2 separate regions of the Thunnus thynnus genome follow, and region 1 is linked to region 2. Evidence: chromatin contacts called from public Hi-C data. All regions are on one chromosome and are shown on one strand. The core of a region is the stretch at or near the end of the contact, and the rest is flanking DNA. Distances in the headings are between cores, read along the strand shown.

The links. Hi-C and Micro-C count contacts between places; a contact is called where the count stands out from the background.
Region 1: a contact with region 2 is called in a Hi-C map of heart, with 5 times the contacts expected there. The contact joins the promoter of LOC137186590 here to the promoter of parlb in region 2. A contact is called at or near these places in 3 of 3 Hi-C or Micro-C datasets (heart and muscle).

What each region holds. Positions count from the first base shown.
Region 1 is chr7:33,904,771-33,907,494 of fThuThy2.1, forward strand. It overlaps LOC137186590 (zinc finger protein 431-like), which reads left to right and starts at 1,355. Exons shown (of 6, transcript XM_067595635.1): 1 at 1,355-1,702. The coding sequence starts at 1,559.
Region 2 is chr7:33,776,705-33,779,404 of fThuThy2.1, forward strand. It overlaps parlb (presenilin associated, rhomboid-like b), which reads left to right and starts at 1,374. Exons shown (of 10, transcript XM_067595624.1): 1 at 1,374-1,519. The coding sequence starts at 1,410.

The DNA.
Region 1 (2,724 bases), core at 105-2,604, 130 kb after region 2:
ACTCTCTGAGTTCTGCAGATATTTTGAACGTGTCTGCCTGAGTTTCTTACGCATATACAAAGCTTATCTATTTTATTTTAAATGTATTCACATTATTCATTTGCTGCTAAATGTGTCCACTAAATAAGAAACGAAGAACACTGTATGGGAGGTTTTTTCTTCTCTATGAAAACATTTTTCACACTCTGACACTTTGATTCAAATTAAAACAAAATTTACTTCTATGGCAAAGACAGTATAACATCTATATACATCAAATATAAGAAAGAAAATGAAGATAAATATGATTTATGAATGACATTATATAAAACAACATATAGGCTGACAGTATAACATTTCAAAGGTGACACAGCCGAAGAAAAACATCCAACATCACTTGTTGGTAGTGAAAATGTCCCCAACAGACGGTTCGTGGTGTTGTTGGACAGTGACGTGGTGACATCTGCTGGACGAAACCTGCTGTTACATTTGTACAAACTCATAATGTATGAGGTGAGTCACAGCTGTTGTTTTGTTGTTCTGTGTGTGACGTAATGAGACGGCGGTCATTTGTGGTGGTCGCTTAACCTTTTGGCTTTCATGATGCCAGCCAACATCACTATTCTCTGTTGATTTAGGTTTTGAAATGAGTTTTCTGTCCTCCGGTGGTCATAGTGTATAACTGCACCTTTAAAGTAGACATACAGCTACACACTGTGACCACCGGAGGGCAACGAACATGCATCATTATGAATAGTTTGGGAAGAAAGACGTTGTTTACTTCAACTGTAATCCCCCCACTCAGACAGCTTTGATTCATTTCATGATATTGTTGGACAAATTCTGAATATGTGAAGAAAAAAATTGTATAATTGTAAAAAGGATTTTTCATGCAGGACTTTTACTGGTAATGGAGTATTTGGATCTGAATATTTCCTCCACCGCTGTATAAAACATTGACCAATCCCACAGTTTCACTAAACTCCATAAACCATCAATAAGTTAAATTAATCATATGGATAGTCTAATCTACGAAATGCCCGATGTTCACAAACAAAGGTAACTGGTTAACAGGAAAACCAGTTGATTTGTAACATTGGCAGGGAAAGGGAGGTGAATTATGACCCGTTTGGCTTTCCATATTTCTCACCGAGACACTACTGTGAGCGATATTTTTTTTCCCAGGATGGTGAAGTCATGACCCGTCTTACTCTGCTCCTCACTGGCTGACCCTGATACTCTCACCCTAACCATGACCAGTCTCACTCCTCATGCCTAAACCTAACCAACACAACTAACGTAGCCAACGAGTACTAGCCAATCAGAGGCAGAGTAGGGCGGGTCATGACTTCACCATCCTGGGAAAAAAAATACCGTTTATTGTGAAGGGTCTTCACAGTGACCCGGATGTAAACAGTGCAGCCATATTGGCAGAAACAGAGCAGATAACCATCCTGACTGATTGTTGTCAGACTTTCTCCCACACTCATAGACTCAGCCGGACTCTGGTCGGGTTAACGTGTTTGAATATTTTAACTTTCTTTCGTGCCAGCAGCGGTTAGTGGTTCGCGGGGCCGTCATGGGGCCGCTGGGTGACGACGCGGCGGCCGTAGAAACTTTCCGGCGTGAGACGGAGCTGATCCTGGAGGTGGCGGTGGAGTCCGCGGTGTCTGTCCTCCAGGACAGGCTCGGACAGGCGGGAGAGGACAGCGCGGAGAGGCGGGTGAGGACTACTGTTCGGATTAAAGTGAACTCTGTGTCTGAGAGCTCCAGAGGGAAATCCGCAATCACTTCCGTGTTTGCCGGAGAGCCGTTATCCCGCAAAGAGACAGAAACGCCACGAAAAATTAGATTTAAACTTAGAAATTACCTTAATCCTGTGATTAAACATAAGTTAACGAAACAGAATATATGAAGGTAACAGTTCTGATTACAGACGTTTCTTGTTGTACTGAAATAATCACTCTGGCGCCATGATGTATATTATGTGACGTCATCCTCACGACAACAAACAGAAGCATTTTGTAAAACACACGAATTTATTCACCATAACTGAAAAAAAAAACATTTTATAACACTGTTAATTAGCTGTTAATAAACACACGGAGCATATTTACATAATATAACTTTAATAAACTGTATGGATAAAATGTTTGGAGAATCGCACATCGTCAAGCTATGTTAATGAGAATGCTACACTTCCGGTGTGGATCCTTGACCTTCACAATAAAACGGTTTGGGCCAATTCGTATAAAATGAAATTAAGAAATTTAAGGGTGCATTGTGTAGAATTTAGTGGCATCCATCAAATAGAATATAATATTTATAGATATTAGTGTATAATCACCTGAAAATAAGAATTGTTTCCTTTACCTTAGAATGAGCCTTTATATCTACATAGGGAGCGGGCCCTCTTCCACGGAGCCCGCCATGTTGCATCACCATGTTTCTATGGTAGCCCAGAATGGACAAACCAAACACTGGCTCTAGAGAGGGCCTTTTGTGTTAAAAAACACAAAAGGCTATTTGGCGATATAAAAAGGGGGGTGCGACGTCATGCAGCGGGACGGCTGAAGGGGCGTGTCTGACTCTGGCTCCAAGTGACGTCACAAAAGCAGGCAGCACCCAGAAAGGAGATATTTTGCCTTCCCTTTTGCATAGCGGCAGGAAGTGGAGATGCGTCGTCCATGTTTATATACAGTCGACGGGTGCAGTCTGCAACCTCACCACTAGGTACCACTAAAT
Region 2 (2,700 bases), core at 124-2,623:
TCAGTTTTTATAAAATATGTGATTTATTTATTTATATAGCAGGAACAGTAGTAAACACTCCTATTTGTCCAAAATACTCTCTTTGACGGTGACTATGTTATTTTATCTATATAATATATAGTCGACCTAAAATTAAATCTTAAATTTCTAATTTTATTTAACTTTTATTTGAATTTAAAGATTCCCTCCGCACGTTTTAAGATGTATATAAAACAACCTACTTTAATAATAATGTGTGTCTGATATCCACAAAAAAGTTAATTAGCTTGTTAAAATCTTTAAAATTACATCTTTTCCTTCTCTCTCATTAAAAATTCCAAAGTCTATAAATCTGTAAATATATTTAATTTCAGAAGTTTAACAGCTGGACAGCAGATGTCTCCTCCTTCACTGTTAAGTGAGGCTTCAAGTTTGCACATCACAGTTGTGTCAGTTGCATATTGAACCACGATTGGCTCCAAACTAGTTGTGATGTCACAAATCATACCTGTTGGCCCGCTACTTAAAATCAGATTTTCATGGAGCTCAGAGAAACTTTCCTCCTTCAGCAGATGAAGGTGAAAACAAACTCTGCACCGAGAAGAGAACAAACATCCACCTGAAGGAACAAGAAGAAACACAGGTTTTTGAGTAAAGGGACTTTAATTTTGAGTCATGGTTGCTGCCTTTTATTAAATCAAATTTGAGGCCTTTGAATAATATGCACTGTAACTTATTCTCCTGTTTTATGTCTTATTCTATTTTAGCTTATTTTTATTTTCTATTTAACTCTTTTTAAATGTATTTAAATGTCTCTTTGTAATGTCTTGGGTTTCTTTTACATTTTGTCTTGATGCCTTTTATGTTTTATGTAAAGCACTGCAATGAATTGCCTTGTTGTTGAAATGTGGTGTAATAAACCTGCCTTGTCTAGATGCAATACTTGAATAAAATATGTAAAAAATAACTTTAACTTGTATGTGCTTTGAAATAACAAACTTTTCAAACTGAAAACTGAACATGTATTGATTGTAAACTGTGAAGGCTGACACTGATCGATCATTAATAGTGTTTCCTGTTTTATTTTTAGTAACAGTTTCTTCCTAGAATTGATTTGCTCTGATTTTGTTTTACGTTGAAGGTCATGGACGGAAGTTGTGTATGCGGTGTCTGTCTCGTTTCTTCCGGTGTGCTATTTTTTTTTCCTAGGACGGCGAAGTCATGACCCGGCCTACTCTGCCTCTGATTGGCTCGTACTCGTTACTTTCGTTGTTCGGGTTGGTTAGATTTAGATATGAGGAGTGGGATTGGTGGGTAAGAATATCAGGATCAGCCAATCAGAGGCAGACTAGAGCTGGTCATGACTTCGCCATCCTAGGAAAGAAATATCGCTTCCGGTGTGAGACCTCCGTCGCTCTGTTGACCCGGTAATGAACGCCGTGCCGGGGTCACTGGGCTCCAACATGGCGTGGAGGAGCTGCTCCGTCCTGCTCAGACTGACCGGAGAAGATGTTTTACGGAGCTCCGTGAGGGGAGGCAGGTCAGTGACCGCAGCCGGAGGGAGGCAGCCTTCTCCGGCCGACGGACAGACTGACGTCCGATGCTGGAGTTAGCTTCGTTAGCTTCAAGGACAGTTAGATTTAACTGAGTGTTAGCTAGCTGGCTAACAGAGCTAACTGCTGTTTGTCTGTAAATGACACAGATCAGATCAGCGGTGAAAGAAGTACTCAGATCCTTTACTCCAGTAAAAGTACTAATACAGCAACGTAAAAATACTCCATTACAAGTAAAAATCCTGCATGAAAAATCCAACTTATTGTATTGTTTTTCTGCATCGTTAGAGTGTATTATTATCTTCTGTTCGTACACTTTTTGTGCTTAAACAAAACTGCAGTTTACATAAAAATCCTCATTTTCTGGATGTTGTGGTGTTAAAGGGACACTGATGTGCACTCAGGACTCAGTCAAGTAGCTCCATCTGCGGACTCACAGCATCTACACGACACGCCCACTTTATTGTATGACACGCCTACTTTACTATAGGATACGCCCACTGGATACGGTTTATGCACGAGGAGGGGAATGGTCGGGATGGGGGGGTATTATAAAGGTCTGTTCAGTAGTCGGGAGAGAGTTTGGGAAACGAATAAATATTAATAACTATTTTGAATCAGCAAAATATTTTAAAAGAAAGAAATGTAATATTTGTATTTTATTGCAGAAAGACTTATTCTCTGTTCTATGTGTGTTTCATACTGGGAAACTTAGAGCTCGTATCAACCAGAAAGAAAGTCTGGAGTTTACTTTTTTCCGTTGATCTGATTGGTCAGTAGCATAGGTTACCATGGTGATCTAAACTAAATATCAGCTGCTAACACAGTAGCCTAGCTGATACAACGGCTGCAACTAACGATTATTCTCATCATCATTTCATCTGGTGATTATTTTCTGGATTAATTGATTAGTTGTTTGGTCCATAAAATCGTGACAAATGTGGATCAGTGTCCCCTGAAGCCCAACATGACGTCCTCAAATGTCTTATTTTGTCCACAACTCAAAGATATTCAGTTTACTGTCATAGAGACTAAAGAAACCAGAAAATATTCACAGCAGTATTCATTTAATAGTTGCCAAATAAACGATTAATCAACTAATCATTGCAGCTCTAAATCTTTTGATTATTTTCCTGATTAATCAATTAGTCCTTTGGTCTATACGCAT